4 separate regions of the Zea mays genome follow, and regions 1, 2 and 3 are each linked to region 4. Evidence: chromatin contacts called from public Hi-C data. All regions are on one chromosome and are shown on one strand. The core of a region is the stretch at or near the end of the contact, and the rest is flanking DNA. Distances in the headings are between cores, read along the strand shown. Region 1 holds the start of LOC100191188. Region 2 has its middle 45 kb from the start of LOC100191188. Region 3 holds the start of LOC100278839. Region 4 holds the start of LOC100193902.

Evidence for each region. Hi-C and Micro-C count contacts between places; a contact is called where the count stands out from the background.
Region 1: a Hi-C map of leaf shows a contact between it and region 4, with 4 times the contacts expected there. The contact joins the promoter of LOC100191188 here to the promoter of LOC100193902 in region 4. A contact is called at or near these places in 5 of 25 Hi-C or Micro-C datasets (bundle sheath, ear, leaf and 2 more).
Region 2: a contact with region 4 is called in a Hi-C map of leaf, with 2.1 times the contacts expected there. The contact joins the enhancer-like site here to the promoter of LOC100193902 in region 4. A contact is called at or near these places in 3 of 25 Hi-C or Micro-C datasets (ear, endosperm and leaf).
Region 3: a contact with region 4 is called in a Hi-C map of leaf, with 3 times the contacts expected there. The contact joins the promoter of LOC100278839 here to the promoter of LOC100193902 in region 4.

Annotation. Positions count from the first base shown.
Region 1 is chr10:130,086,933-130,092,393 of Zm-B73-REFERENCE-NAM-5.0, forward strand. It overlaps LOC100191188, which reads left to right and starts at 1,403. Exons shown (of 5, transcript NM_001358370.1): 1 at 1,403-3,193; 2 at 3,680-3,721; 3 at 3,828-4,550; 4 at 4,858-4,981; 5 at 5,149-5,461. The coding sequence starts at 2,309.
Region 2 is chr10:130,040,992-130,046,463 of Zm-B73-REFERENCE-NAM-5.0, forward strand. No RefSeq gene overlaps it. Among protein-coding and RNA genes, the nearest start is that of LOC100191188, 45 kb to the right of the region's middle. Within about 2 kb of position 1,705, at least 17 of the 20 cell types and tissues checked have an H3K27ac peak or open chromatin away from gene starts, as enhancers often do. A contact at or near this core is called in ear and leaf, where this site is marked.
Region 3 is chr10:130,120,740-130,126,223 of Zm-B73-REFERENCE-NAM-5.0, forward strand. LOC100278839 reads left to right here and starts at 2,469. Exons shown (of 2, transcript NM_001372490.1): 1 at 2,469-2,671; 2 at 2,776-3,686. The coding sequence starts at 2,616. The coding sequence ends at 3,505. It overlaps LOC109943136 (cyclin-dependent kinase 12), which reads right to left. Exons shown (of 3, transcript XM_020545987.3): 2 at 5,303-5,416; 3 at 4,964-5,225. The coding sequence ends at 5,082.
Region 4 is chr10:129,877,818-129,883,020 of Zm-B73-REFERENCE-NAM-5.0, forward strand. LOC100193902 reads right to left here and starts at 1,919. Exons shown (of 6, transcript NM_001308371.1): 1 at 1,511-1,919.

The sequences.
Region 1 (5,461 bases), core at 153-2,652, 210 kb after region 4:
TGGAGCTAGAGCACCCCCGCGCGCAGGTGTCAGGTAGTACTCAGGTCTGTCAGTGTCGTGTGGAGACTGGAGCGTGCGAACGCGAGGGGAGAGTAGACGATGAGATCTACGGGGTGGGCCGGCAGAATCTGAGCGCGTTTTGTCCGTGGCTCACGGGTATCCCCTGTTCATCTTGCCTTTTGTTGTCAGCGAGCTAATAACCCAGGGAGATACTAATTAATGCCGCTAATCTTCTGGTAGCACGTGCACGTAGCAGTGGGGGACTAGGGGGATCTCTGCCTGCCCAGAGTGCGAGCCCAGGCGGCCGTCACCGGCCGAAACGCCCGCCGCGACGTCGACCTCACAGTGGCAGCCGCGGAGTGGCGTGCGGACCGCGGAACGCACCGCGCGCCAGTGGCAGGCAGGCAAATTGCAGCCAAGCGTTTCGCTTGCTTCTCTGGGCACGCACCAAGACTTTATTAGCCCGTCGAAATTGCACGAGACGTCCGAGCTTCTCAATGCTCTTTTCAACGCTGAAGTGTTCTATCTTTCGCTCCTAGAAAAATCTTTATCTCATGTGGCACTCCGTTGATTCTGAAAGCGCTGCAGAATACTCGCAACTTCTCAAAACCGGCCTCCTCTGCCCTCTGCTAATAGAGGGGTAAAGGAACAAAACAAATAGCTAGTGGCAAGAGGATGGAATCACACGGATACTCTGTACGGAGACCGTGTGTTTAGTCATCCCTGCTGCGATGCCAAGAGAGAAAAAAAACGGCCACTAGCACGGCGCCAGTCACACTAATCACAAAATTAATCCGCGCACTCATAAACCAATCCCTGGAAGCGATCATGCGAAGATTTCACCGCCCGAGCCGCGACCCCGGAAGTCCGGGACCGGGAGTTGTCTCTCTTTTTTCACTCCGAATTCAGGGTGATCCATGAAAAAAAGAAGATTTTTGCGGGAGCATGAATATCCGGCTGCGCTGCGGCCTACGGGGAGCTAGACATATCCCATTATTTATAGGAACAATTGGATCTATACCATTAAAAGATCCAAACTTTAGATATATACCATGGACCCTACATGTCATTAACTCATATGGACCCACATGTAAGTGAGATAGTAATGGTATGGATCCAAAGTGGTGATCTTTTAATGGTATGGATCCAAATTTCCCTTATTTATATTTCAAACTTCACTGTTCCCAGCGTTCATACAAGTTTAGCTTTCTAAGTTGTTATAAATCAAACTATTTAAACTTCAACCAACAAATATTATAATAGTTTAAGTCATGATAAACCTAGTAATTTTATTTTTATGTTGTCTTATATAATTAGTCAAAGTTGATAAATATAAAAAGACAAACCTTATATAGATGGATGAGGGAGTATATGTATATATCTATTGACAGAAAAGTATTTTATATACACATATTTTAAATAGGACAGACTTAGGAAACAGGGCACTGGCCTTGGGACTTCCACGGCCTGGAATCTTCTGCCGTCCCGCCGTCCCTCCCACCCCGGTGGCGGCGGTGGGTGTCCCAGTCGCCTTTGATTCCTTCCCCAGTCTTCCCCTCAGATCTGCGATCCTTATCCCTCCCGGTTCCCCGTCCTCTCCTCGGCCCCAGTCGAGGAGACGCCGCTGCGGCTCTCGACTCCTGTTGCAATAATTTTGTAGGCGAGAATTGGGAGAGTCTGGAGGCTGCCAGCCGGTCTAGTGGCTCGGCCAAGGCGAGCGGTGGTCCCAGCGCCGTTCTTTCCGCCTGGTGCCGGAGTTTCAGTCTTCAAGGCTGTGCTCGGAGTTTCTGTGTTCTAGGGGCCGGGAGGTGTGTGCTGGTGTGAATTTGGCTTTCTTTTGATCCAATTGGTGCTTAATTTCAGCCTGTCGAAAGAGGCTTCTAGCTTGCAGGTTCATCGCCGTTGGCGCCGAACTTGCCTGCCGTACAGTCTTTCTAGTGCCAAAGTTGAATTTTGAGGAACTGTGAAGCCGCTTTAAGCAATTACCTTTGCCGAACTTTCCTCTAAAGGCTTGACCTTTTGGGTTCCGGAGTTCATTGCTGATCGACGGGTCTTGGAGTTTTTGTCTACTACCTGCGTTATGAACAGGACATTTCTGCATAAGAAAAGTTGTCTCCTGTGCAGATAGCCAGATACTCCTGCTTTGCTAGTATATCAAATTGCTTCTTGTGTTTGAACAAAGATTCTGTTCAGCTAGAAGACAGTGCTCTCCTTTATATCCTGTCTGTAGCTCAATACAGTGCTCCAAATCCATTTCGGCGTACTAGGTGTGGATAAGGATCCTTGCCTCGACGAGTGGAGCAAAGCCATGGATGTGCCTACGCCTCCCAACCGTGCCGGCTGCAACAGTAACATCGGCAGCCCCATGCAATCTTTTGATGATCCCTTTGGTGTTGCTGCCATGACGAGCTTTGATGGATACTCGGAGCTCTGCAGCCCATCAGTTGCTGATCACATATTCTCCCTGCTGAATGATCCCTCCGCTGCGCAACAGATGGTTGCCATGTGGTCATCCTTGGGCTCATCTCCGCGTGCTTCAGCTGTGAGAGAAGACATGTCGTTTGACACCTTTCCTGGGCCTGTGGACGGGACATCGTCACTTGCTCAAAGGTTCAACTCAGCAGCAGCATCGAGTCCAACTGGAGTCGACAGAGGGCTAAAAGAGTCAGATGGGCTTGTTCTTCCAAGTAATGGCTCACAGCAAGGGAGTAGCATCATTCCGAGGTCTGTTGGCAACGCTCTTGCAGACAGGATGCTCATGGCGCTATCTTTGTTCAGGAAGTCATTGAGTGATGGTGTTCTTGCCCAAGTCTGGATGCCTGTTGAGCACAATGGTCGTGTCGTGTTGAGTACATCTGAGCAGCCCTATTTACTTGACCAGGATCTTGCAGGTTACAGAGAAGTTTCTAGAAATTTCCTGTTTTCAGTTAAGGAGGAGCCTGGTCTGCACCTAGGGCTTCCAGGGAGGGTCTTCATATCCGGGGTGCCAGAGTGGACGTCAAGTGTTATCTATTACAGTAAGCCAGAGTATTTGAGAATGGAGCATGCTCTTCTTCATGAAATACAAGGGTCACTTGCTATGCCAGTTTACGATCCCAGCAAGGGCTCTTGTTGTGCAGTTCTTGAACTTGTCACAAACAAGGAGAAACCTAATTTTGATGCAGAGATGGACATTGTTTGCGATGCCTTGCAGGCAAGTTCTAACTTGTTTAGACTTGGGATATTTATTTAGTGACATCAGTGCTTAATGTTAAGTTGAAGTACTCATAAGTACTGCAAGCAGCTCTGGTATTTTTAAATAACATTTACTCACATCCTGACTTTTCTTCATTTGTCACTATTATTATTTTTAACTCCATCCATGCCAAAATATATGGATTTTTTGTTTTGTTCCAAGCTAAACTACCCTAAGTTTGACCAAATTGATAGGGAGGAGTATTAACATATACCACATCCAAGAAGTGACTATGAACTTATATTTCATATGAATATAATATTGTAAATTTTGTTGTTCTTTCCTATGAACTTTGTCAAACTTAGGATAGTTTGACTTGGGATAAAAGCTGAATTCCTTATATTTTGGGACGAAGAGTATATAAGCAATCACTTCTGTCAAAATTTTGTTCAGTTGTATATAAGCAATCCATATATTTGATACTTATCCATTGCTCTTCTGTAGGCTGTGAACTTGCAGACAACAACAGATCGCAGCAATCAGAAGGTGTCAATCTTCACTTCTAACATGCTCCATCTGAGATCTCTCTTGGTCTTGTATTTACTTTTTACCTACTGATGATCAATGCATACATTATCTTTTACATTTGCAGGTTTACTCTGAAAATCAGAAATCTGCTTTTACTGAGATATTGGATGTTCTAAGAGCTATTTGTCATGCACACATGCTTCCTTTGGCCCTTACATGGGTCCCTACATCAAATGGCATCGCTAATGGTTTTTGTGTTGGAAAGAATATTGGGATAGATCCGCAACCAGGAAAAGCAGCACTTCGTATCCATGAATCAGCTTGCTATGTTAATGATGCAAAGATGCAGGGGTTTCTTCATGCATGTGCTGATCGTCATCTTGAGAAGGGGCAGGGTATTGCAGGCCGAGCCCTTAAATCGAATCTGCCATTCTTCTCACCTGATATAAGAGAGTACAGTATCGAAGACTACCCGCTTGCACACCATGCTCGTAAGTTTGGTCTGCACGCTGCTGTAGCCATACGGCTGAGGAGTACGTACACCAGTTACGATGACTACATACTAGAATTCTTTCTCCCAGTCAACTGCAAGGGCTGTGGAGAGCAGCAGATGTTATTAAACAACCTTTCCAGCACAATGCAAAGAATATGCAAAAGCTTGCGAACAGTCTCTGAGGCAGAGATTGAAAATGTTAGTGCTACTGCAGCAATGTTTGAGAAGACTAGTGGAACTTGTTTACCAACTGGTAACTCTGAAAGTTCCTCACATGATGACCAGCCAATCACAGAATCTGCACTCCAGGATCTATCTTTGGGTGACAAACAAGGAGACAGAGAACCTGACAAGGTGCTGCGCTATCATTCTATCTAGTCATTCAAAATTGTTAGTTGAGATATGTGACTTCTTTGACACCTAATCATAAGTATCTAAACCACTTGCAATTCTTTTCAAGATGGACTACATTCAATTTTCATGCTAGTAGATTCTGATGCGTGCATTTTTTTATTTAAAAATATGGAACCTTTGTTATTCTTTTCAAGATGGATTACATTCAGTTTTCATGCTAGTAGAATCTGATGCGTGCATTTTTTTATTTAAAAATATGGAACCTTTGTTATTGCACCCTTTTGATGAGAAACCTTGTTATGTGCAGCCACAGAGAAGCTCAATGCGAGTTGCAGATAAAAAGCGCAGTGCATCTGAAAAGAACTTTAGTCTGGATGTTCTTCGCAAATACTTCTCTGGGAGCCTGAGGGATGCTGCAATGAGCCTTGGTGGTGAGCCCTACTGTATTGTTACGAAGTCTCTGTTAAATCTAGATTTGCTGTGACATTCACAGTACTGATTACTGAAGATAATGCCATCATTGTAGAAGAATTTCTTAGATTAGGAGATTATGGAATGAACTGCTTCTTCTGACACTTGCCTATAAACACCATTGCAGTTTGTCCAACGACATTGAAACGAATATGCAGACAACATGGAATTTCCCGATGGCCATCTCGAAAGATAAACAAGGTCAATCGTTCATTGAAGAAGATAGAGAAGGTCATTAAATCAGTTCACGGTGTGGATAGATCCTTGCAGTACGATCCTGCTACTGGGTCTCTTGTTCCTGCAACCTCTCTTCCGGAAAAGATGCCATTCTCTGCTTGCGATACATTGCCTACTTCATCTCTTGGGAGAGCAGTGGAGGAAACATGTAGCCCAAAATCAGAACAAGATTTCTCTTCGCCTGATGGGTGGCAAAGAGAAAC
Region 2 (5,472 bases), core at 455-2,954, 160 kb after region 4:
ATTAATATTGTTAATGTTCATACATGTTTTATGAAATGCAAATATGTATGAATTAATGAGATGCAGTTACTGTTTTCATCCTTTTGCATTTCCATTGACATATTAAATGATGAAGGTATGTCCTTAACATTCGTCTGATGAGCATTATAACCATGTGGGGATAATGCTTCGGAAGACGAAGGTCCATAATAATTAACAATTGTGTTGTCTTGTTCTTGATCTATAGCATTTGAGAACAAGTGACCAACACAGCCCAAATAAATAAGAGATCAAATTAATAACAACACCCACAATGCAATACATATGACAAATTAAGTTTTAGTTCCATAATTTAATCATGCGACTGTCCGAGCTGCTCATGATCGTGAGCACGGTTGATGTATCGGTTTTACACTTCGCAGAGGTTGCGCATCTTTACCCACAAATCGTGTATCCCGTCTAGCCAGAGTTTGCAAGACCCTTAGACACTTCTGAGGTGAATGGCTAGGGATCCACCACGAGGCCTTTATAAAGTTCCACTAGCTTTAGAAAACCCGCTACGGTTTCTGAGAAGGGCAATATAGGAATCCCTCGTGTGAAAAGCCATCGCAGCATGATCGACTCGAGAACCTCCCTATACGCAGCTCCTCTACCGCCCTTGCCCCTTTCGGGTAAGGTAGTCATCCACTAGCTTTCCTAATTAGTCGGCCAAGGGCGTCCCATACCACCCTTGTGGTAGCACTGTTTTCCCGGGTGGTTCTCCATGTTCCAATTAACATGATGATCTTATCATGAACAATAATTAAGACAACAACATAATTGGAACATGATCATAATAAAACATAAATTTCCCAAAACCAGGTAGAGCAACAGCAAATCAATCCAATAGTTCATTTGTCTGCAAGGTGTGGAATAAACAATGCTAGGGAAGCCTATTAGGTCCCATCAAATTAACCTGAGCATGTCATAGTAATTAACATGAACATTATTAGGTAGAGAGAAGTGATCAAGGGCACAACTTGCCTTACACTCAAGATTTTCAGGTACCAACTTGGTTTTCAAGTGACTCGTAACTTCGCTGCTATTCATAGCAATACAAACAAACATGGTATAGGCAAAATTAACATCACACCAAACATAAGAACAAACTGCATAATGATGATCTACGCATCGTAACGAGAACCTAGGTTCGAGAACCACTAAATTCGGAGTTACGGTTAAAGAGTTATGATTTTTCTGAAACTTTAAGTGTTGGATATAAAAGAAACTAAGTGCATAATTTTTAATCTAGGTTTCATAACAAACTAAGGTTACCAGATGATAAACAATATTATTATGAATTTAATACAACCGGAATGGATCAATTTGGAGTTAAAATAAATTATTTATGAATAAATCAAGATTCTAGATTTATTTCTACACCAGAAATTATTTTATATATTACTCTATTCGGTCTATTAAAAACCCGGGCATGTGGATCTAAAAATACAAGAGCACATGGGTTGTTTCCTAAAATTCCAAGGCACAACCGCAATTATTCTACACCTGACCGAACGATGAGTTGATTTCCTAAATTTCCAGGGGCTCATTAGCAAACTTGCGGCGCCGAAAGGGTACGGGTGCAAGAGATCCATTAGATCTTGATCTGACGGCTAGAGATAGATTATAAAGCGGTACGTGACTACGGCCCCGGGATTCGAGATCGACGGCTCAGATATGCAACCCCAATCGGTACACAAGTGGTCTAATTTCGGCCGTCGCGGGTTAGATGATAGATCAACAGTCAAGGTCGTTAAGCCCCACGATTTATTCTCTGCCGCTCGACACACATCCAACGGCAGGTGTGCATCGCTAAACCTCCCTCCGCTCGCCACGGCGGCGCGCAAAGCCCGCGCAGCGACTCCCTCGCCGGAGAAACGCAAGCAAGTGCCCTGGTGCCCTGGTGCCCCAAACTCGAATCTAAGTGGTGCTATACGAGAAGAAGGGAAGCGCAAACGACCCAGATGAGTTCTCACCGGCGTTGGTGACGTGGAGAAGCCGGTTCACGCAGAGGGAGGGTCCCAGCCAAGTTTTGCTCCGGTGAGCAATTCGGTGGGTGAGAGACGCCGACTCCGCCCATAAGTATCGTGGACGACTTCACTCTGGTTCTGTGCAAGCTTTCAGCTCGAACTCAGGCACCGTCCGCCCGTAAGTGTCGCAGATTTCTGACTCCTGTGCACCGACGCATACGCACCCCCCCCCCCCCCCCCCCCCCCCCCGCGGTTTTGGCGCTGACCTTTGGTGCATGAAAGACAAGGGAAGGCATGGCCTCTGTGCCACGTTTTATAGCCGCCAGGGGATCGTCATTAGTGGGCCAGCTCGGACTCCACGCGGCGGCGAACTTCACGGGAGCAGTCGTTGAGGGAGGAAGACGCCCGGCTGACCAGCCTGACCCACAACCCAGTGTCTCCCATGGTGCCCACGCACACATTGGGCCCCACTACGTCAGTGACCGTTCACGCCAAAGAAATGGGCCAAGTAGCGCAGGTGTGCTGGGCCGCGCGATAAGGGGTTTCGTGGGCCACTGTGGAGATTGGGCCCAAACCGAGGTTTGTTTTCTTTTTCTCTTTTTCTGTTTTGTATTTTCTTCTCTATTTTGTTTTCCCAATTTTAACTCATACTCAAATTCAAATTTCAGTTTAAATTTAATTAGAGTTCAATATTACAACATTTTTAAGTGCTCAAATAAAAACCCCAACATGAATGCAAGTTATATTTATAAAGATTATTTTATTCTCATATTTAGAAATATATATTTCAAATGTGAAGTACACACATCATTAAGAAATACTCTTTTGAATGTAAATTTAAAGGTTCTTCCAAAATTCCACATTTACTATTTATTATTATTTATTTAAATTAAAGAGCTATGTTTTATAAAGGAAGAAAAACATTTATATAAGTCATTTTATTTCAAATTCTTTTAGAGAACTCTTTAATTCATCCAAATGTGATTTTTGAGTGTTACACGGGGTTGTCCGCAAACTCCAAATCATAGAGGGGAGTTCGTTAAGCCATCGTGTGCCGAACTTGCTTAGCTCGTTGAAGATTCTTGGCTTGAGGCCTTGTATAATCATGCCATTAGCACGTTCTACTTGCCCATTTGTCCTCGAATGAGCCACGGCTGACCAGTCTACATGGTGTGGTGGTCACTACAGAAACTCAGGAACTTCTTTCTTGTGAACTGTGTGTCATGGCCGCGATGGATGATATCTGTGAAGAAAGCCATCGCCTACTCGGACTTGATGTTGGTGAGTGGGTGGACCTCGATCTACTTGGAAAATTTGTCGATGGTGACCAACAGGTGCGTGAAGCCCCCAGACGCCTTTTGTAGAGGACCGACGAGGTCTAAACCCCATACAACAAAAGGCCAAGTGATTGGAATTGTCTGTAGGGCCTGAGCTGGTAGGTGCATTTGCTTTGCGTAAAATTGGCACCCCTTACAGGAGCGCACTATCTTAATGGCAACTAAGGGTGGGTGCGCTAAGACGAAAGAAATGAGGCCGGGAGGGAAGTGGGTGTGCGCAGTGACTTCAAAGGGGGCTGGGGCGACGGTTTCGTGCGGGGGATGCGACGTGGTCACGGCCATCTCGGTGTGCGTGCACGTGGCTCATGTGGACGGGCGTTTGGAGGAAGGGGTAGGTCTGCCAGGTGGGGCCACGGTGTCAGCAGGTCGGCGTTGGCGCGCGCAACGGGCAAGCGGGGAAGCACCGACAGGTGGGACCCGGTGGCAGAGAGCGAGCGCACGGGTGAGGGAGTTGGGGCCGAAAGGGCGGGCCCACCAGGCACTGAGCGAGGGAAAGCAGACGCACGGTGCTGCGGGGAGTTGAGCCTAATGGGCCGAAAGGCTGATGGGAGGGGGTTCCAGGGTTGCTTTTGGTTTTTCTTTTATTCCGAATTTCTATTCTCTTTTTCTTTTTATTTTCTCTTTTGAATTCAAATTCAACCAAGCCACAAATTCAATTTTGAATAATTCAAGTATATGCATCAAACAAGGACCAAATTTTAAGCTCAGCATCATGCAACAATTTATGTCCCCACTAGGGTTTAACCTACTAAAGTATTAATGCATCTCTAAATAAATTAACCAAACCTCCACTAAAAGGAAGAGAAAAAGGAAACTATAGAGAGGAGAAGAGAGGTAACACCTGAATTTGGTAGATACTAGAAAAAAAAGTATACCCCCAAATTTAGGGTGTTACATTTGTTGACACATCAAATAAATCAAACAAAGTTGCTCTTTATGAGTAATAATTTTTTATATCTAATACATATAGTTTAATATGCTTGGAGCTAGGGTGGTTCGTGGCCCACACGGACTGCCCTCTAGCTCCTCCTCTACCTAGGTTGGGAACATTGAAGCTTCTAGTGCTCATGCTAGGTGAGATATTTTCGGTGGCAGCTACGAACAAGTGTCGTTGGACAGCTAGAAATTAAAGTAGTGACGTGAATGTCCTTAACTTTAAGTTTTGTTCCCTACTCTATATATATAGGAAGACTTGGCATATAGCTCAACCACTTTTGGGTGACATAGATGATAGGATGTGTTCCTAACTCAAATAAAACACATAACTTTCTCGAACAACGAAACACATAATGAACATCAATAATAGTAAATAATTGTCACAATAAAATTTTGTTTGTTAGCACTAACCAAATATATTAAAAGTGAAATTTTACAACAAAATTCATTATATCAACATTAGCAGTTAACAATTTAATATAAAAATGACTTTACATCCTCACGTATATGACATTTCAAATACACGAACTCTATCTCCTCCAAACTCACCTCCCTAGCTTTTGCATAGTGTTCTCTATAATATTTAGCTAAAAAACAAAGCATAGTGATAAGTTAGAGGTATATATTTATTAAAACAAAATAATATAAATAATTAAACTAAACTAGCAATTGTATAACTAAAATAAACACTGATATACATAAATATAAAAAGAAGAACTTTTTTATACAAGTGAATTAAACCTTTATGCATATGAAAACGAAACTTAAAATATATCACACCATTTATCGATCTCGTTCTGTGATAAGCGAGATAATATTATGATAACAAACTCTATACATTATTCAAAAAGATAATATCAAAACTATATATTTTGTCTTTTTAAATATCATATCATTTCAACAATTTTTAAATATTAAATATTTTTTACACTCTTGATTTCTCTTTAATGTCTATAATTTATACAACAAACCAACTAAATGTAATGTTTAGTCCTCAATTATCAAGCATATATATATATATTTTTATTATATTGAAGTTAAATAAAGAAAAATCACTTCAGGGAACATCGCACACTTATTAGATTCATTTCCAAATTTTAACCAATTGTATGTTATACTAAATCATCAAAACCAAATATCTCCTATATTTTAACCAAATTTATTAAATCTTTTGAACTCTCTATTCAAATTCACCATGGTATAATTCTATT
Region 3 (5,484 bases), core at 1,219-3,718, 240 kb after region 4:
AACCTGTGTATTTCAAGTTACAAAAAACCATGTTACATGTGAAATATGTATCCAATTCGAAAGTATCATAAATAGCAAATCCAGCAAAGATCCTGTGTAAACTGGATTGTCCTTGCAAGCTCTTGATAGCCACATAAGTGTGAACCAGATAACAAACTGTTATTCTACATGCAGTTCAATGAGGAAGCATGGTCACCTTTTGTAAAGAAGTAAAGACTATAGTTCATCCTGGTGAGGTAAGGGTTATTTTATATTGAAGTAAAGATGTGTATGAACGCAAAATGCACTGCAGTGCTTGAGCTCTCAGTGAATATAAATAACCCCCAATAGTAACCGATCACCCCTCAGGCAAAAGGAGGACACATGCATGTGTTACATATATGCAGAGGAAAAACAAAGCATATGAGTTAAACATGTTAGTTTTTTATTACAAATACACTAAATGAGGAAATAGCTAATAAATGGATAGATAAAAAGTGGTCTCAGCTTTAGGTTTCCTTCAAAGTATATCATGTGCTATTGGGTTAACCTAGGGTGCATCCAAACAACCAGTTGCACTGTGGCATCTAATGATTTGTGTTTATGGTGCTGATTTTAGTTCCCCATTCTGGCTTGGTTTATCTAGGAGGTCTGCTCCCTGAGAGAAAGAACAAAAACAAAAGGAACCTAAAAGGATTTCTGTTATTACATCCACGGTATGGGTTGTAATCTACTATGTTTGTTTCTTTGGTTTTGAAATTCTACTCTGATATCTATACATAGTAAGTGAAATGTTGAGCCTTCAGGACATCGGCTGCTACCACCCGAGGCTTTAAACTAATCTCAATCACTTCTACTTTTGCATTTTGGTTTGGGTGCAGGACACAAATGGTCGAAGCAATGCTCGAGGCAAGAGGGTGGAATTCCATGAAACAGAGCAAGTGAACAAGGTTAGTATCACTGTGGATTGTTCCCAAATTTAGTGTTGCAGTGGACACATTTAGTGGTAACTGCTAATTCTGGTAATATGTGAGTTCATTGGCCAATGGTGTAGTTCGAATGGGTTAGCCTAATGAGGTAACATAATTATTCTAAATAAATGTATAGCCTCAGTAGCCTAATTAGGTTATTACTAATGATCTTCTTTACCGATCTTCTATTCTTGATATTTTTTGTTCAATCCAACAAGTAATGTGTTTACACGTAGAGAGCGGGCTGCTAAAGGATAGGAAGTTGAAGATAGATGAAGGAAGCAACTACATGCAATCGATGGCAATAATGCATTGCAGGTACTCGGAATTCACTTGAAATATTAAGGTCTTTTACATTCTTCTGTTTTTGCTGGTGCCACAGTGGTAACAGTGTTGGGCTTTCGAAATATTGCTGCAGATTATTTAATTGTCAATGTACCACATGATAGGGTTGAGGCTCGTCAGGAATGTCAAGTTGCTCCTGGACGCAGGTATGGTGCCCACAGGCCGACAGAGCTGAGATCAAGCGCTGAGATCGTGCCCCCGTGCCTGCAGCTGCTTGTCACACCTGGCCAGAGGCATAGGCTACCACTACTGTTCTAAGAGGACAACCTGCTCGATAGCTAGCCTAGGATGGCCTTCAGTTCCAGCAAGGCTTCTCGGCTCGTCTCACTGCAGAACGCTATTGTTGGCGCCTAATTGAACGAAGTTGATACCGATAGGATCCCATGAAGCAACATAAGCAGCAGAAGTCTAACGAGGAATGACATATATGCAGACATGCAGTGCCTTCGTTTGTTACCACCAAAAAAAGATCTGAACCAAGTATTTCTGTAAGTATACCAACAAGTTAGTTGCTACTACTTTGTATATTGATCTTCGTTGGCTGAATGTTTGAGTTTTTTTTTCAAGGCACAAACACTTTATTTTGAAATCTGATTTCAGATAAATTAATTCACGCCGACAGAGCGCCCGATAGGGCGCTTTCTATTCTAGTCTCAAATTTACAAGTGATGCTGAGGAGAGATCGGACACTGGACTGGAAGTCCTCAAAACACCCACCACGTGCTATATAGCCATAGTAACTTTATTACGTCTCCAAATGTGACTATGCAGTGCAATGATGAGTGACAAGACTGCAAGTCTGCAAGTGTGTCTTCTCGCCCATACGCCTTCTACTACAGTTCTACTGTCATGTATGTTACACCCATCAAGCGTTATACACTGCCAACTCATGAACCATATATCAGCGGGGTATGCATCACGTACGTAAACGCGCAGGCAGTACACAGTACTTGTTCTCTTCGATGCTCGCATGATCCAGCTTTCCAAGGGTCCCCAAAAAAGCCTCCTTGTTGGGTCAGGGTCATGCACGCAGCCTTATTCGCGTTTTGACACCCTGTGTTCATGGAGAGCAACATGACCAAACTGCCCTCCTCCTGTCGATCAAGGCTCCACGTTCCAGAGTCCGGACTCCCCCTCCTTTAACTAACTCTCCCAGTGCCTCCTCGATCCTTCATGTCCATGCCGTGGAAGCTCACTTGACTTATCCCCACAGGGACGAGGGAATGTAGTGACATCCTGACGTGACCTCACGTCTCCTCTCAGCCCGATCCTGGTTCCTGTCTCTGATCCCAACGCCCACTGGTCCGCGGCAGCCCGGAGATGTTTCTCCACTCCCTCTTGATGCAAAAAATGGCAAAGAACACGCAGCAGCCAAGGTACATTCCCGGCCCGCGCTGCACGCCGCCGTGGTCGTCACCACCGCTCGCGACGAGAATTTCGTATCGACTGACGTGACAGATGCCCTGCGCCGTGCATGCAGAAAAGACGGCGGCGCGAGATCGTCAGGTGGCGGGCTGTCGTCGTCCAAGAAGTCCCGGTGGTACCAGCGCGCGGTGGAGGTGCTCCTCCTGGTCTGGAAGCAGCAGCCGGCGGCGCCTCCAACGACGAAGGCCGCGGCGGCGTCGGGGGTGACAGCCGCCGCCTCGGGCAACAAGGGCGCGGCGCCACCGGGGGGGAGGCTGCGCAAGTCCTCGTCGCTGAACGTGGCGGCGTCGTTCACGCGGGTGTGCCTGTGCGCGCCCATCTCCTCGTACAACAGCGAGTCGCTCTACTGCTTCCCGGCCGACGGCGCCGCGCCGCGCCGGAGCTACAGCTACCCGCGCGCGTCGTCGGCGTCAGCGTCCGGGTGCGGCGCCGGCACCGGCGTGAGCCCGCTGGTGGCGCCGGCGTCGGCGCCGCCGCCGCTGCCTCCTCTCCCCGCGGGGAGCAGAGGCGGTGAGGGCGCGCGGCGCGTGTTCCGCGGCAAGTCGCTGACGGACGACGTCCTGATGCGGCGGTTCGTGGTGGACGAGGAGGCCACGCGGCGGCGCAACGAGATGGAGGTCGTCCGGCGGCGCCACGCCGCGGCCTCCAAGCGCCGGCGCCTCGGCCCCAGCCCACTCCGCCGGATGGCGCTGGCGGAGTCGGAGGCGGAGGCCGAGGAGGAGGAAGCAGCGCCTGGAACTGGGAGGGGAACGGACAATCGCGTGGCAGCTGCTGCTGTAGCGTAGGACTGACTGCGGAGCTTTTTTTCCCCCTGTCCTGTGTGCTCTCGATCGGCTCGCCGTCGCCTCTGTTTTTTCCTCTGTCGTTTTCCTCTTCTGCTGCTGCTGTCGTGCGCTGCGATGCGACTGGGAGAAGGAGGAGAATCGCCCAGTTTTTTTTAACAGAACTGTACTAGCCTCTTGTTGTCCCGTCTCTGGCAAGCCGCCTGCCGCCGCCGACCGCTTCGTTTCGTTCTCTGGCGAGTGGCGGCCCGGGTTGCGGGCGCCGGCCGCCGGGGCAGCGGTTGGTCCCGTCCGCGGATCCCCGACGGGGCCTCGGTGCCATGACTGCCATCTCGCCGTGCGGCACGCCGGCACCAGACGATCGGCGGAGTAAATGAGCGGCCAGCAACCGGCGTAACGGCTAGCCGCGAGCCGACCAGAGGCTCAAGCATACGAGCCCACAAGCCAGTGAGGGGATCCTGGGCCTTCTAGTGGCCTTGGAGAGGTGGTAAATGCGCGACGCGGCCGGTGTGAGCCGGCCGAGATGGTCCGTTGGCGTTGGGGGTACGGTACGGCAGCGCAGTGCGGCTGTGCGTGCGTGTACGCAGTGGCACAGTTAAGGAGCGAACGGTCGACCCAAATCAAACGAACATCCCGTCACAGCCTTCATGGCCCCGTTCACGCACCAGCGCTGAACGCATGTTGGCAAACGGCATGGTGTACGCGACGCTCTTCGTTCCATTCCATTCCACGCAGAGCTCGCATCTGCACGGCCCATGCTCCCGTCCGCCCTCACACGGCAACGCAACTTTATAGCGTAGTGCCATTTCCTCCGAACGCAAGGTGACCACTGAGGCCTTGACAGAATGACAGGCGTCGTCAGAATGTATACATCTCCGGGGCTTATCTCTGCAGTTTGCACCATCCATGCATGCGTCCATGTCCATGGCAGAGCCTCACTGTATGACTGTATTCTTCAGCGGCGGACGTCACGGAACAGTGCCCACTAGAGCGCGTCCCCGGGCAACAAGAGCGAAGACGGACTCACGGCACTACAGGAAAATGCCCAGTTTCCGACGGCCTAAACCGTCGGAAATAAGTCCTGAACCGTCGGAAGTAGGCTTAAGACGGGTCCCGTCGGAAGTAACGCCGTAGCGGATACCCAGTCGGAAGTGTCAGCGTTTCCGACGGGGCCGTCGGAAGTAAACTTATTTCCGACGGCCAGGGTGGCGCCGTCGGAAATAAAGCGAGGTGGGCCCCGCAGACGGCCGGCCGCCGGCGCCTGACGCCGTCACAGCTTAGTTCCGACGGCCCCGTCGGAAATAAGCGGCCGTCGGAAGTAATTAAAAAACAGAGAAACAGAATTTGCCTGCTTTTTGTTTTACAAACAATCACACAAATTCAATCTGCACATAATATCCAGTTTTCATCCAGAATCACATACAATACCACATGAAACACACAATAACACAAGTTCACAAGTTAAAGCACAAGTTCACAATGTTCACAAATTCACAATGTTCACAAGTTCACAATAACACAAGTTCCCAATACCACAAGTTCACAAGTCCATAGTACGAGAAACACACAAGCAGACAGGCTACTCAAATGGAGGAGGTTGATCAAATGGATGTGGTTGATTTGATCCGCTAGCTCCTCCACTGTTTAGAAGACCGTCCACAAAAGAAGCGACCGCATCTTCAGAGTCCTCATTTCCCGGAGTTAGCAAGTTTCCTGGAGGGACCTACAACATTCAAAAAAATGTGTTAGTAGTTAAATTCTTGTTATGCAACGTCAAAAGAAAAAGTCAAGTAATATAACCTGAGGTGCAGGTGTGGGCCAACTAAATTGTGGAGTCGGTACAAACTGCGGGATAGGTGGAGGAGGTGGCATAGTCATCGCTGAAAAATCTGGACGTTGCCCTAGTGCTATTTGCTGAAAAAAATTGAAAGCTATGTTACGAGGATATATTAGAAAATATGTGCTCCAATTATAGTAGAGGC
Region 4 (5,203 bases), core at 669-3,168:
CAGCTGTCGGTCAGGCTAGGCTAGCGGCTAGCGACGCTGCTGGTGCAACTGCCCTAGCCTAGCTAGCTAGCTAGCGTTCTTCCATTTGGGCGTCATTCCAGGGGGGGGCTTTGATTGAGAGCTTCAGACAAAGCAGGCGGCGCGCCCCACTGACTGCGTACTACTACTACTGTGGTGCTACTACAGGTTTGGACTGTACGTATATGTACTACAGACATTTGAAAGTTGGAAGCAGCTAGGCTAGTAGGCAGACAGGATCATTAGGGCTGGGCCTGAGCTACTGGAACGGACGTTTACATAGATGAACGCCCCTGGCAACTGGCATCATTTCCCTTCTATCTTCTTCTTCTTTTTTTCTTCCTTGAAGAAGGTTCTGAACCCTTATGGGTGGGTTCGTTCGTTCACGGATCGTCCATCCATACTACCGAGTGTACAGTTCACGTTGTAGTATATATTTCTAACAAACTTGGTGCTCTTTATTGGAGAGAACAAATATGGTTGTGGAACCAACAGACAGACAAGCTCTGGGAAGTAAAAGCGGACAAAAGGGATAGCTTTGTCCCCTTTGGACGACGCACGCTGGCAGCAGAGAACCATTCGTGATCATACTGACTGACGAATTTGTCAAGTAGCACCGGGTTGTTTGCAGTTCCGAGCATCAAATCTAAGCTACCCCCCCTTCCCCCCCCGGCGGTATTTTGCCATCGCCTAATTCCTCCTTTACTACAGAGACGCCTCCTTTACTAGTCCTCTGCAAGCATCTGCTTGCTTCAATGAAGCGAGTACAACAAGAGAAAAAGAGAAATAAATGGACGCGAGATCACGAGTACCGGCAGCCTTTAAACCAAGAGTGGGAGGCATTCAGTGCGCTCGTCGTCCTACCAGAGAGATAGAGAGTGAGAGAGAGACTAATCGCGCGTCTAATTAAATCCGGTCGCCGACGTAGGCCGATATCCGCCGTAGCCACCCGGGAGCCAGCTGTGTGCGGAAAGGACACGGGAGCCAGCCGAGAGAGACCCGCTCGCCGCCTGCCTGCCTGCCCGCCCGCCCGCGCGTCCGGACACGTACGCGCGCTGCGCCGCGTCATCTCTTACATGCACACGCCATGGCTGGGCTGGATGCTGCCTACTCTCTGGACTATCTCTCTCTTTCTTTATGCGTGTCAGCGTGTGTCGGTGTGTGCTTGTTTGTCGATGGAAGATAGAAGAGAAGAAACAAAGGATCATGAACATGGCAGGAAGGCAGAGAGGTTGACGCATAGATAGATCACTTGCGGTTGAGCGAAGAAAGAAGCCCCTGTTTGTCTGAAAGACCGGCCGGGCAAAGAAATCAATTAATTAAAGGCCGTCGCCATGGCTAACTAACCTACCCGATCGATGATACCGCACCGCAGCAGCACGTACAAGCTGGTCGTCGAGGAGTATCTAGCTACGAGCATGTATAAGAACACAGCTATATATGTGTGTGGAGAGATAAGGGTTAATTAAAGCTGAAAGGGAGAGGCTCTTACCAGGATCAATCAGCGGCGACGGACCACTGCGTGCGCGTGCGCGCGGAAGGAGATCGAGCGGGCACAGCTGGGGGAACCTCGTCGGGATGGCACGGCCGAACCAGCGGCAGAGCGCGCGGGGCGAGCGCTTCTTCTCGCGGCGGCCGGCGTGCAGCGCGGCCAGTTATTTCGTCCTGGTAGCCCGGAGCCGCGCGCGCGGGGCGAGCGCTTCTTCTCGAGGCGGCCGGCGTGCAGCGCGGCCAGTTATTTCGTCCTGATAGCCCGGAGAGGAGAACGAAGAGGCACCTGGCGAAGGAGGAGGAGAGGTTGTGCTGGGGAAGGACAAGACGAGGCCTACGCGCGCAGGAGGGTTTAAGGATGGATGGGCGCAGCGCAGTGCAGTGGAGAGGGACCGGGCCGGGCACATTTGGGATCAGGGAAGACGGAGGGCCCTCGCTCGCCGTTTATATACAGAAGAAGAGGAGAATAGTTGCTAGCTATTGCGAGTCTGCGTTCCCAACCTGGGTCTGGGTGTGTGTGTGCTGCAACCCGCAGATAGATAGATAGATGGATGGATGGATAGATTTACTCGAGTTTTTCAAAGGCAAGTAAACTATCTGCACTCTATCTCTATATGCGCTTAAACGACGCAAAGCAGACCGATGGGGTTCCCGTTCCTCATCACGAAATCGTTAGGTGCACCTCCCGGACGGGCTAGCTAGCTAGCTACTGGGGTGCGTAGGGACAAGCAAGGGGGAAAGGAGATGCTGTGCACACCAACTGCTACCGGTTCCGGCGTGACAGCAACTCTGGCGAGGACGGGACGAGACGAGACGAGACGAGCGTGGCGTGCATGGCATGGCATGCCATGCCGATCTCTTCTCCCTCCCTGTATGCTGTATGGTGTGTCCCGACGTCAGTGCGCCTAGCGCTTCCATTCCATCCGTGGCTAGGAATTGCCTTTTTCTTTTTCCTTGCGTGGCTCCTTTTCCGTTCCCTTTTGTTTTTTTTTTTCCCGGCCGCATCGGCCTCGGTGACAGCTAATATCCAGAGGGTGGAGACAGAGAGTGGGAGGGAGGGGGCGGCGAGAGCGACAGAGGGATCGGCGAGACGAGGACAGGAGGTGACGCCAGATGCGCTGCCCACAGGCCACAGCAGCACAGCGGCAGGGCGTGCGACGAGGCGGGACCGGACCGGACGGCGACAACCCGAGGGTTTTACTACTCTCTTCATCTCTTGTAGACTAGGAGTACTTGCGTTTCGGCCGATCGATGTCGTCGGGCTGGCGGGCGGGGCGGGGCGGGGCCGGCCTCGGCTCCGTTCCGTCTGCGCACGCAATGCATGGTGGCGTGGCGTGCCGTGCCGTGCCGCGTGAAAAGGCTGCTGCCTGCCTGCCTGCCCTGGTGCCTTGTGCGTTCATGCTCTGGCACGGGAAGAAGGCGACTTTTCCGCGGCGGGCGGGCGGGAACACGGGCCGTGCCCGTGCGTCGGTGCGTGCGGCTGCGGCTGCGGCCTACTACTACCGTGCAGCGGGGCGCGCGCCCGGGCGTGGACAAAGGAGGATTCGGAATGATACGTGGGGCGGGGCCTGGGCTGCGCGGGTAGGTGGTCGCGTGTCGCTTGTGCCACAGCTGCGGCACGTATGCGCCGCGCGCGCGTAGGACATCGCCTGGGCTCTAGCTGCCTCTGGGAAGGATCGCCCGGCCGCATGTCTCTACTACCTACGTGCACAACTCAACTTTGATAAAGAAAACCACTGCAGAAATACGCCAAGAATCTTGAACAAGGACAAACCGAGTTAGTATTATATACCTAATAACCTAGTGATGTTCTGCTCTGCGGCTGTGCCCATGCACGTGAGTCTACGGTCGAATGGGTCAGCCCTTTTTTTCTTCCCATCTGAGTACGAACTTCTAGACTGGGCAGTTTTATTTGTACAAACAAACTTGTCGACGATGATCAGTTAATAACTGGTTTACGTTACGTACGAGTACGAGCCGCGCTTGTCTTGACGGCCTGGATCAGTAGTTGGCTAGTTGCACGCATGCGTGCGTGCGTGCTAGTACAAGTATGTATCGACCTTTTCGCTTTTTCCGGATCAGTAGTTGCTGTGGCCGACAGTTTAACCCACTCAGGACCTCCATGTCTTTAATTTGAGTGAATTGCCTGTTTGAGCACCGCAGATTCCATTCCACCCCATCTCAATCTCTTTCGGCGCCTCCCGGTTCACCTCACATGATCCAACAGTGACCCCAACGGCGACGTCCGGCCGTCCCCTGCGTCGCCGTTCATGGCACGAGACGACTACTGCACTAGCTAGCTGACACTTGACAGCCAGCCAACAGCGCGCGCGCTCTCGCCTCTCGGCTCACTTGCTGCTGCAGGGATTTCAAGCACCGAACGGGGGCTGCCGGCTGCGTCTGCGTGCGGCCCCGCCTGTCCCGATCCGCGCCACGGCTGGCGCGCCTCCACGGCGACGGCGACCGCGTCGCGAATCGTTTTCCCTTTCCTCTGCCTCCAGCTCATCCGAGCGCGCGCCATGCACGAGTCCACACGACGGCTTTCGCGCGCGGGCGAACGCCAAGGACTGGACTGGACTGGTGGGCGGGGTCCACGCGCTTCCACCGCCTCCTGTCCTGGCGAGTCGCTGTCTGAAAGAGATCTTTTTAGGGCATGTACAGTGGCGTTTAATATGGAGGCTCTTAAGGTGTTTAAGGGGTGTATTTGCAAAAAAATCTTAGAGTCGTCTCTCCGTGAAGAGACGCCTCTGGCTCGTAAACCAAGTAGTAACAGACGCCTCACTTCCTACTGTACGAATTTATCGTCTGTTCTATCGATCTGCTGCTGTACAAATGCATTTAATTATGTATTTATTAGTAGACTACATTTATAGACACTCCATTGTATAATAGAGTCTCTTAGTTGTCTCTTGTGCTTAGAGAACCGTTTTGGTGTCTCTCCACTGTACATGCCCTTATGTGCCGCGCCGCTGCCTGCCTACGCAGTTGTTTTGCGCTCTGCTAGACCAGTGAACTCGCCTACGTACGCTACTTGCGTTGGTCTCGTGTAATTAGTATGCGTGTGGGAGAGAAACGAAATCGACACGACCGCCCGGCGCCCGGGCCGGGTATCCGGCGGCGGCGGCGGCGGTCAGGGTTGCTTCTCGAGAAACGTAGATGAACAGAACATGCCTCGTCACAAGCTGAAACATGTGTTGATTAGAAACGATTTCCGCCACGGCACCGGCATAAACAGGTCGCGGAACCAGCTGAGCAGCTAACGTTGTTCAAAGACCAACGGCCATATGTTTGGTTGCTCTCGTTTCTTATGTATATACCATGTGTTTGTGTTTGGTTTCCCGCATATGAATACTGATATAATCATATGTTTGATTATGGCTCTCCATATATATTTACTATGGCTGGACCTATGTTTGATTCGCTGCATCTAGTCATATTTGCACGCACACACCGACATAATCTAAACTTATTTGCCAGCATCCATTTATACGTAGAAATTGATATTACCTAGTAAAACAATCTCATGGGAACTTGGCTACACACGTCAAAACATCCAATCACATGAATACTGTATACCTTCTCTCTCTCTCTCTCGAAAAGATTATGGAATATTACATATCTGCACCGGCTGATTCTTCTTCCTGCGTCTGCTGCGCCGCGAATCGTGTCGCGGTCCGCGCGCGGGGAAGCAATC